Linked DNA regions of Zea mays: regions 1 and 3 are each linked to region 2. A link is a contact called in public Hi-C data. All regions are on one chromosome and are shown on one strand. Each heading gives the region's core, a stretch centred on a gene start, on an enhancer-like site or on the middle of the called end of the contact. The rest is flanking DNA. Distances are from core to core; before and after follow the strand shown. Region 1 holds the start of LOC103628870 (presequence protease 1, chloroplastic/mitochondrial). Region 2 holds the start of LOC100273763. Region 3 holds the start of LOC542044 (m26 protein).

Region 1 (3,521 bases), core at 358-2,857, 460 kb before region 2:
AATGATAATGTTAAACAAAGAGTTTCTGAACAAATGATGCAAGCACATTTGTGGCCATTAGGTCTTACCTTAGTGTTTGTTGATGCAACCGGATAACATGTCCGATCGGGATATGTGAACGCATTCAGGAATGTATGCAAACTACCCTTTAGGAGCTCCACAAACGGTTCTTTTAAAGGATATTTTCTTGATCCGCAGAGAACACTATGTTCAAGGATGTGGGGTATGCCAGTTGAATTTTTCCTGGTAATAAACAAAATCTTCTTTACAACACGAAAATAAGCTTACATGCAATGATTCATTCTTTCACTATATGTGCCTAGGGCTGCCCAGCTCATTTTTTGTACAGCAAATCCTACGTCTAATGGAGATCGGAATACTGATTTACCATAGACAAAACAAAGAAACAAGGATTAACTGCACTTACGGAGGGGTACGGAAAACAATGCCAAAAACTTTATTCTCATCATCATTTGACACAGACATTACTTCAGCACCCGTCTTCTTGTGCTTGTAAAGAACAGCAATTGATTTGCACTCATCTATAGTCTGTTCAGAGACCTTTTCAAATCCGAGCTTTGTGGCATACTCATGTACGTCATCTGTATCTGATTATGTCAGAAGAAAGAGGTCACACATTTGATAAGCATATGACCTTGATTTTTTTCAAATAGCAAAAGGATGCGGTTTGAATGATGGTTGCTTTTCAAATAGCATATTATTATCAGCTCCAGCAGCCTCATGTCAACACTTTGAGCAAAAATCACAGAGAAATTGTGTGATTTATGAGCGAAAAAATATCAATCATGAGACCTAAAACAGTACACAAAAGGAAACCCCACCATAGACTAACCATCATTTTCATTCCAAACCAGCTATGCAGTTCGAAGTGATTCAACACATTGCGTCCATTTGCTTCCGCAATTGCAAGTAAAATAGCACACTTCACAACCATTTCCGCTACAGATAGGTTCAAGCAGAAGCAGTTCTGTTCTCACCATAGGGCACGGGAGAGGGCGAGGTAGATACAGCGGAGGCGGACAGCCTCCGCGCGAGCTGGGGCGCAGCGGCCGGCCAGTACCGGCCGGAGCAGTGCAGCGGCGCCGCAGCGACCAGGAATCGCGCGCCGCCGCGGGGCAGAGCCGAGTAGCCGCGCGCCGGGAGTGAGAACGAGGACGCCCGGCGTGCCAAGGATGAGGCCGCGGCAGCGGGCACGACGACGGGCCTGCCCCTGCGGCAGCGGTGTAGGAGGCGGCGGCCTGAGGTGCGGAGCAGCGCCACCCGCTCCATGCCGCAGGTGTCCAGCTTGCCGGTCTGCCTCTGGACTCTGGGGTTCTGGATTGGAGTTAGGGGCGGCGTAGGTCGTTGCTGCGAGTGGGATTGCGATTAGGCTTTCAGTTCCTGGGCTCTCCGTCCGCACTATGGCGAGGTTTTGCTTGGGCTTAAACAAGATGAGGTGGACTGAGGAGAGGTGAAAAATCTTCGATTTTTGTCTAGCTCTTTTTTATGGCTGGGATTGTTCAATGGAATTTCGTGTGGCTGATGGTGAGTTGGCGTGGATTGTGGTACACGCAAAGTGTTCGCGAAATTTGGCGTCGTTTAGACGTGTCTTCACCGTGGACATTGGAGGGACATACAGAGTTTTGCAAGTTTGTCTTGGGTGTTTTGAATTCTACCCTTTTCCACATAATACAAGGCTCATATAGAATTCCAAATACTACCTACCTCTATTCTTAAATATCTATCATTTCCTAATTTATTTTTATATTAAAACACGATAAATATTTGATGGTCACTGAACGCGCTAACGAAAGGGCTCCTAGTCGCGGGGCGCGTTAATTAGTCCGAAGAGATAGGTGCGCCCTAGAAGAACCCGCCCTAATTGAACCATGTGGCAACGAGTCTGTGGCCGGGTTTGGTGGAGCCTGACAAGAGAGAACGGGCATGTCAGGAGGGAACCACTTGAGTGGGTCCCGCGTCCGACCCTGAATTGACCCGCCATAATGACTGACCACATTAACCACGCCTGACACCTCCCCACGGCGTGGGCGTCGATCCACTTTCCACTCATGACCTACGTACCTCTCGGACCGCATAGCACTTATGACCTACATGCCCCTGGACTGCGACGTATTAATAGCCCACGCACCCCTCGTACTGTGCCGCACTTATGCCTATCGAACTAGGCCTGAGTGCACAAACCTCCCGCAAGGTACTACACGACGGACTGTGTCGAGTCCCAAGCTACGGAAGCCAAGGGTCAACATAGACGAAATGATGGCGCCTGAGACCATCACCGCCCCTGTGATAAATTCGTGGCAACCAGGCAGCCTCAGGACCTGCGAGTACGCATGGACTCATCCGGAGTAAAACACTGATTTTATCGTTCCCTTATGGCTCCTTCACGGGAAAGCCATAGCTGACCAACCCCTATCCCCGATCTATAAAAGTGAGAGGCTGACCTCTAGGCAGGAGGAGGGACGGAGAGATCAGCATACGGTGATGAGCCCACAAGAACGAGCAGGAGGAGCGTCGACGAGGACTAGAAGGCTAGAGCCCCTGCCAAGCGAGGACTTATATATGACTCCACCTTACAGCTTCTAAGCTTTACTTTCACCCCGATAAGAGATCTGGGAGCCTCTCCTCACTCTATCGACTGCTTGTAACCCCTACTACAAGTTTGGTCATCAATTGTATCAGTAGCGCAAGGCGTTGATAATTGGATGTAGGGACGTTCTGCCCAAACCAGTATAAATTGTGCACCCTTCGCTTATGTCCTTCGAAGCCTGGAAAACGCACAATAAATTTACTTGTCGGAGCGAGATACGAAACACCGACAACCCTAAACTAGTGTCATATCCTTATTCTCTACATAATTCTCATCATTTTCTTTATAATAATATAATTTACTTCCTAAAATATATGTTTTATGACTTAATTATTGGAGTATATTTTTCTAGATGTTTTAAACAATTTAAATATATAGTATTTAAATTTTTAAGGTATTATTTTGAGTTACCTTGTTAGAGATTCTCTGAGGTAAAGAAAGCAAAAGACAGCAACCATTCTGAAAGTCGCCTAGAGAGGGGATGAATAGGCAGAAACTGAAATTTACAACTTTAAACATAACTACAAGCCGGGGTTAGCGTTAGAAATAAATGTGAGCCCGAAAGAGAGGGCGAAAATAAATCACAAGCAAATGAAGAGAGTGACACGGTGATTTGTTTTACCGAGGTTCGGTTCTTGCAAACCTAGTCCTCGTTGAGGTGGTCACAAAGACCGGGTCTCTTTCAACCCTTTCCCTCTCTCAAACGGTCACCTAGACCGAGTGATATTTCTTCTCAATCAAATGGGTCACTTAGACCCCTACAAGGACCACCACAACTTGGTGTCTCTTGCTTTGATTACAAATGTCTTGAGAACAAGAATGGAGGAAGAAGAAAGCGATCCAAGAACAAGAGCTCAAAGAACACGAGCAAAACTCTCTCTCTAGTCACTATTTGTTTGGAGTGGATTTGAGA
Region 2 (3,759 bases), core at 598-3,097:
TACACATGGGAACGGGAATGGAATTACTCGAATATAAACATTTAACTATGAAAACCCAAGATAACTCACTGAACCAGCCATGTTTGCAGAAAATTGTGTCTGAAGAATCGATTGATAGAGAATCACCCTGATGTTTTTTACGGTTTTTTTCTTTGGGCCCAGGGGAAGTTGTTGTGACTTTTTTTTACCCAAATTAATACAAAAAAATTGGTAGGGGCCTTCCCTGCCGTGTAGTCAAAAAAAGGAATCAATTGATCAATTAACTAGAGTGTTTGCCAAACCATTTCAAAAATAAAACACATATTGTCTCAGATCCATGTAAATAACTATACTTTGAACATTTGGGTTTTAAAATATTTCTGGGTATATATAAAAAAAATATTGACAACTATGTGATGCTTTCACAACTATCATATTTATTAGGAATATTATTCGTTAAGCGCCATGTTATACTTAGCATTTTCCCACACATTTAAATGCAACCCCAACTTGAAACAAAATGGAACTTACAGATGGTGCTATCACATAGAAAAAGAGTGGGGTAGATGAATGAAAAATCTTTGTAAATAAACAAAGAAAACTAACCAATTTACGTGTTGATTTCACATCCTCTCGAGCGGGGACATGAGCAGAATGGCTGTCATGTTGGTATCGCATCCTCGCTGGAGCTGCTGCACGATTCTTAGGACCCAAATTGTTTGCTTCTCTTCGGGCTGGACCAGTATGGGAGTACTCTGATACATACCCACCCTTGGAGGTCACACCATTGCTCTGCCCTTCCACCTGGCTAGAAAATTCGGAGGTGCCTGGAGATACGGAGTACTCCTCATCAGCATACTCAACGACCCGTGCCTGCGGCCGTCCCAACGGCTGTGCCTTAGCTCTTGGCAGTGCCGTGTCACGCGAAGAGCTCAAGTCCGAGTAGCCATCATCAGTGGAGTAGTAGCTCTGCTGCCCAGGCATGGTGGCGTAGCGGTAGAGGGGAACGGCCGTTCGTCGGGTCACGTCGTCGCGGCGGGGTGACGAGTCGACCGAGTACCTGCCGCTGCAGACCTCGATCTCATCGTTGTCCGACGACTCGTCCATGTCGGATCCCGAGGCGGCGGTGCCGTCGTCGCTGCGCAGCGAGGAGCGTGACAGCGGCACCGTCGCGCCGCGCGGCATGTGGCCGCTCCGAAACTTCTCCGGCGTCGGCATGCCAAGCCCGCCGCGGCCGGCCGCTCCGCGCACGGCACGCAGCGCGTCCATCCGGTCGTGGCTATGCAGCGCCGCCGCTCCCTGGCCCTGCAGACGCATTCCACCAACAACCACCACCAGGGACACACAAAAAAACACGCATCAGAGAACGGGAACCCGAAGCCGCAGCAGCTGAACTCAGCTAGGGCCGGCGGCGCGGCGAGCTCACTCACCTCTCGCACCCACTTGAGGGCGTCGCGATCTAGCCCCTCCGTGAACATGGCCAGCGCATGCGGGTTCCAACTGAAACGGACGAAGAGAACAAAATCGAGCAAAAATCAGAAAAAATCCCGAGCCAGCCGCACCAAATGCGGGTGATTCCCAGACCCGAAAACCCCTCGAAAAATTTTCCCGCAGCCGCAGATTTGAACACGGGAGGAATTTCGGGGGGGGGGGGGGGGGGGGGGGGGGGGGATGGGAGTCGGCTGAATCGTGCAGGGAGAAATGCTTACTTGGGAGCCGAATCTACGCGCGGATTTGTCGCTGGGAGTGACGCGAGCGCCCCGGATTTGAATTTCTTCGGACGAGCGTCGGGACGAACTCTGCGAGCAGCGCAGCGCAGCGCGGTGGCCGACAGCGACGGGAGCGTCGAGCGCGATGGAGTGTACGGGGAGTGGACGAGTGGGGAAGGCGGAGCCGAGCAGGAGGAAAGGGACAAGTACGAGTTTATTAGCTCATGGGCGTAACTAGAAAAAATACTAAAACCCCACTGCCTTCGAATAAACAGGAAAGGGACGGGCGAAACTTTTGCAGTTAGGCCCTCTGTTGGCCCGGTATTACCGTACGGTATCATATAGTATATCATAGAAATGCATTGTTCCTTCTCTTCGAACAAAATAGGCGCATATCAAACAATTGATTGGAGAACAACGCTGCCAGTTTAACACGCGGTAATTTTACTATCTTTTATTACTCCGTATATTATATATATACGGTGCATAGGTGATTAGGTGCAGTAACCGTCCCCAAGTTATGCAAGCAATAGCATTTATCCTGAGCAAAGAGGGGCCTATATGCGAAAAAGCGCCCCAACGATAGCTGGCCCATTCTCTTTTGGCCGACGGTTTCCTTTCTTTCCGTTGAGCCTCGCCGTAGGCCACAATAGCCCTGTTTGTTTCGGCTTCTGGCAGCTTCTGGCCACCAAAAGCTACTGCGGACTGCCAAACGCTCAGTTTTTCAGACAGCTTCTATAAAATTCGTTGGGGGCAAAAACCATCCAAAATCAACATAAACATATAATCGGTTGAGTCGTTGTAATAGTAGGAATTCGTTACTTTCTAGATCCTGAGCCCTATAAACAACTTTATCTTCCTCTACACGTAATCGTAATAATACTTAGATTCTCCCCACAGCCAGATTCTCTCCACAGCCGGATTTTCAGAAAAGTTGGTCAGAAAAAAGCTAAACCAAACAGACCCATGTGGAGAGTCGCTCGGAATCAGCTGCGTTCACCGACCGAGCGGAGCAGCGTTGACGACGTCAGGGCGCGCGCGGCAACGTCGGGGGAACAGGGGCCCTCCCGTAACGGTCGAAACGTTAGTGGTGACCGGGTTGGGACGTCGTGGGCCCGTGGCGGTGGTGGGCAAGAGCTAGCTGTGCTACTGTGGAGGAGAATGACCGAGTGGAGTGGGGTGGACTAGATGGAGTTTGGACCGGCCGGCCGAACGCTTGCCTCCTGCCCTCTCCCGCAGCGCACGCTGGTCCGTTCGATCCGGCGGGGCTACACGTGGCGGGCATCGAGGACGGTACATCGCGTGGGCCTCCCGTGTTCTGTGTCTGGGGCGGCGCATGGGGAGCCGTGGGGAGGAGCGGTCACATGGCTGCGGGGGCCGCGTGTCGGTACCTTTTCCGAACGGCGTGGTCGGAGGAGTCATGACCTAAGGTACCGTTTGGTTCAAAAATTTGTAACGTAATGGATAAACGATAACGTTAAATCATATTTGTTTTAGTTCAACCGTAATTAGATATCATACTAAAAATTGATATCAGACTATTTAAACTTATTATCGGCCATAATCGAGTGTAAACCATTACTATTACCCTTTACGTTACATTTCGTGAACCAAACAGCACCTAAATTGTATATCGGGTGGTGGTCTAAAGACGTTTTTGGCCCTGGTGCTGTGGTGCTTCGTGGCAATTGCAGGCTTGCAGCTGGCGACAGAGGTTCTGACAAGCTTCCATGGCTGTTCGCTGCCGGTGGGTTAAAACCATTAGGAATGTTGCAGCTGTAATCCTGCAGAAAAAAACAGAGGTCGATGGATTAAATCGGTGAACATGCGTGCATGTAGGCCCAGGATGGTGGAGAGGGAAGAGGTTGTGCAAAAGCGCTTTGCTACCACACTGATCCAGAACCATTTGTTTGCCATGTATTTGTTTGTCATAACATTAGATCTATCTGTATATATAGCAAAGGCACAGGTAATTAGAAACCGAGCAGTACCATGCAGATTCCTAGATCTTCCAGGTTTTATCGAACGTCCTTTCTTTCTCACTTGTGTCGGGTGAGCCACGGAGCGGGCT
Region 3 (3,924 bases), core at 836-3,335, 310 kb before region 2:
AATGGTAGACTAAGATACGACCACGATCACCTAATGAATCATGAGTCATTAGTTCAGAACAAAACCAACAACCATAGATTAACGTTGGTTGTAATCCAGCCATACAGTTGGATCATACGCATACGTGAAGCATTTCGGGGAAGATTTTTTTTCTTCTTAATGAAATGACACGTAGCTCTCATGCGTGCTTCAAAAAAAATAGCCATCTGCCCGTGTTTTACTACGATTTTTATATATTATATAAATAAGTACTGATATATTTATTTAAATATAATTATTGTTTATTTCTAAACACTAATATATGTGTGGTCAGTTGGTTAGCCCAAAATTTCTAGAGCAGAGGGACGTGGGTTCGAGTGCTAGCTCTGCACTATTTTTATATAATTATTGTTTATTTCTAAACACTAAGATACACGTGGTCTGCGTGGGCGGCGTTGGGGGTGGGCCCAGAATGTCAACGCGGAAGGTAAAGTCGTGGTATGGCTTGGCTTACTATCATTCATGTACATACAAACTAAAAGCAAATAATAGCTTCACAGTCTACCTTAGACTATCTCCAGCAGCTTTTCTATTCCACCTTATATTTTAAAGGTAACTCTATAAATAGTGCAATGCTGTCTATACTGCAAAAATAGGTTTTTGTGTGGTCATATGCAAGATATGCTGGACACAGACTTAGCCAACAGAATCTGGAGAAATTAAGTGGTATAACAAGAATTCGGCCATAACATCTAGGCAAGGCCGTAAAAATTATTACTCTGGGGAAGGCTTCCCTTTGAGCAAACATTGCCAAAAGAATCGGTGACCAACTATATATAACGTGTAAAGAGTAGCATATGATTTAACTACACAAACAATTTCAGATTAAACAACAGTAATTGCATACGATTAAACAACAGTAATTGCATACTAACCAACAGTAGGTAGCACATAATTTAGCAAGAAATACAAAGTTCTATAAGGCCAACCAACAGTCCTTTAGTTGCAGCAAGAAAGAATCGCACAAAGCACGAGACCCCTCTTTTAATCACTAGGTATTGCAACGCCACCCAGCACCACATGAAATCACAAGGACAGTCGTACGCAATTGGCAGCAGAAGTGACTTTTACCCCAACCGCGCGCAGAACTGGCAAGGTCGCACTCGCACGCTTCCAAACACAATTAACTCTACACACTGATACGCACAGCAAATAACAGGTGTCACAGTGCTGGCAGGGGCAATGGAGATGTCCAATCGGAAAAAAAAACAGGAATAAAAAATAATCTGCAAGCACACATGTGGAAACTACAGTTAGTAGAATGCAGATTAAAAATCCCCACTACTCACTACTACCATTTTCATGGACACTCAGATGCAGCAACGTGCGCGCCCTCAGACCTAACCCAGAACATCATTCCAAAAGCTTCACTTACGTGTAAAAAGTTCGATACAAAACCGATCAATAGTTCAATACTACCGCGTGGTCTCTAGGTGGAGAGGAAACCAGACGAAGCAGAAGTATCACGCGGCGGCCGGAACCCGAACCCTAGCAAGCCGGATCTTATGAGATACAACGACTCGGAAGGCGTGTGGAGGGAGGACAGCTGGTAGATCTGTGGAAACACGGCGGCGCGTGTGTGGAAGTGATGCGGGGTAGACGGGCGCGGGGAGCGTGTATACTGTATACGCACCTGGAGCTGGCGAACTGGGAGAGCTTCCCCGTGGAGGAGAAGACTATGAGCGCGACGTCGGCATCGCACAGCACGGAGAGCTCCTGGGCCTTCTTGAAGAGGCCGCGGCGGCGCTTGGAGAACGTGACCTGCCTCGCTGCCGCGCTCTCTATCCTCTTTATCTCCCGCCTCTCCCTCGCCATCCCCGCCGCCGGTCGCTCTCAGTCTCAGTCTCAGGCTCTCAGCTCCGTGGACGACGCAGACACTCGGCCGCCGAGAGGCGAAGCCCAGAGGCGACCCTCTCCAGTCCCCACTCGTCCCACGGGCCGGGCGGAGGTGGACGAGCAGCGAAGCCAACCGGCGGCGGGAGGAAGTCGTGGTTGTGATGCGGTGGGATGCGAGAGAGGAGGAGAGCGAGAGGAAAAGCCAAGGAGAGGGCCAGGGGATTTGCTCCTATTGGCAGGTCGGCGTAAATAAACCCAGCCAGGCACGGGCGCACGACCCACGCGATTACCCACATGATCCCCGCGAATAAACAAAGCATAAAAACTGTGAGAGCGGAAGCGGAAGTTGGGGGAATGGCTACGGGGCCGGCCGGCCCAGTCATTGTTTATGCTCCCCTCGTCACACGGAACGGCCGCGGCGGGGCCCAGCCAGGCGCAGGCAGTAGACGAGGGCGGCGTAGCCCGCGTAGGGATGGTGCCAAGCAGGCGGTGTTCCTGAAAAGGAAAGGGAGTGAGGGGTGGCCGGGTGAGTTGCCGGTCCAGAACAGTACAGTACAGCCTGTAGCAGGCGGCCGCGTGTGCTCGCTGCGCGGTGACGGTGCTCTCTCTCTGCTACTAGCTGGCTGGCCTGCCGTGGTTTCAGCCTCAGGCTCCTGCGCGACGTGGGAAATCAAGGAGAAAGCCGGCGGTGGTGGAGGTGTGAAGGAAGAGAAAGAAGATGCTGCTGCTGCGCCTGCGCGCGGCCGCAGATTGGGGGTGACCTTCGATTGGTGATTGGGGGTGGCCGCGTACTGCTGTAGCCGCCCGGATTCGCTGTTCCGGCCCGATTCTGTGGCGCACCGGCACCGCTGTGCAGCGCCACGCCGCGCCGCAGCGCGCCAGCGCCCCGCCGCCCCGGCCGGATCTCGCGCAGATTTCCTCTCGGCATGCGTCATCAGTGAACACTCGTCGGCAGGTTGTTGCATTGATTATTACCCTCCCCCCGCCCGCCTCCGGGGTTTCGCTCAGCTTTTGGTCTGGGTAATCATGGACACGGATGGTTTGCTTGTTCCGTTTGATTCTGGGGGCGTATGAGCGTATCGGTCAGTTCTTGACAAGTTTCGTTCTGATTCCACGTAGTGTCAGTACCAAACAACCACACCAATCGTGTATGAAAAGCAAAGTCACATCAACGTGAGATATGGTTTGGTGGTGTCTGGTGTGTGTGCATCGATAAGTCGAAACAATAAGTGGTTAGCCGATAGGGTATGTGCACATTTTTTTTATAGGACATGAGGGGCGAGCCTCTACTGAAATTTTATTAAAACTTTAAAACAACAGAGTTAGAAGCATACAGGAAGATATATTACAAAAGGATAAAATTGGCGGAATCTACTGCCAATGTTGAAGCCATTCAGAATAAAATTGGCGGCATGTGCACATTAGAGGCACCTAAACAGTTTTCTAAGTATAAGAGGTAGATAACAAAATTGTATGATATAATTCTGAACTTTTAGATCATAAAAACAGTTAAGACATAATATAAAAATGTTTCAGACTCCTCTAACCTTATAAAATTTAGTAAAGTTAGTGGAGCTAGAGTTGTGAACCTTTAAAAAACAATTAGACATGTCATTTTGTTTATTATTTTGATTAAAAAATATTTTTAAACTATTTAGTTTAAATTATAAACTACAACTCTACATTGGAGTTGGAATCTCGAGCAGTCTCAGACACTACCATATATGAAGAGTTGTATAGAGTCGGTATCTTCGTGAAATGTCTGTCTCTTGTTTTTTTCCATTTACTCCAGAGACCTGTCAAGACTCAAGAGCCTCATATTAAACGAGGGTTATATATGCCCTAAGGAGCATGAAAACAGTGTCATCTTTTTCTGTTTAGTTAGTTTAGCTAGTATTTCTACCGGCAAGAAATAATCAAGAAATAAATTGAGCGATAAAAAAGCATGAAAAATACTGCCCTCTTATATTTTCTGCTTGATTAATTTAACCAATATTTCCACCCACATAATATATACAACAACAAATAAGCAGTAGTAGATATTGTTGG

The links. A called contact is a pair of places that touch in the nucleus more often than the background predicts.
Region 1: a contact with region 2 is called in a Hi-C map of leaf, with 4 times the contacts expected there. The contact joins the promoter of LOC103628870 here to the promoter of LOC100273763 in region 2. A contact is called at or near these places in 4 of 25 Hi-C or Micro-C datasets (all in leaf).
Region 3: a contact with region 2 is called in a Hi-C map of leaf, with 4 times the contacts expected there. The contact joins the promoter of LOC542044 here to the promoter of LOC100273763 in region 2.

The regions. Positions count from the first base shown.
Region 1 is chr5:218,040,536-218,044,056 of Zm-B73-REFERENCE-NAM-5.0, reverse strand. LOC103628870 (presequence protease 1, chloroplastic/mitochondrial) reads right to left here and starts at 1,607. Exons shown (of 19, transcript XM_020538705.1): 1 at 999-1,607; 2 at 428-608; 3 at 69-243. The coding sequence starts at 1,290.
Region 2 is chr5:217,579,246-217,583,004 of Zm-B73-REFERENCE-NAM-5.0, reverse strand. LOC100273763 reads right to left here and starts at 1,847. Exons shown (of 23, transcript NM_001360436.1): 1 at 1,689-1,847; 2 at 1,410-1,479; 3 at 586-1,284. The coding sequence starts at 1,457. It overlaps LOC103627772 (a long non-coding RNA gene), which reads right to left. Exons shown (of 4, transcript XR_002262548.3): 4 at 3,138-3,472.
Region 3 is chr5:217,885,957-217,889,880 of Zm-B73-REFERENCE-NAM-5.0, reverse strand. It overlaps LOC542044 (m26 protein), which reads right to left and starts at 2,085. Exons shown (of 8, transcript NM_001111684.2): 1 at 1,673-2,085. The coding sequence starts at 1,854.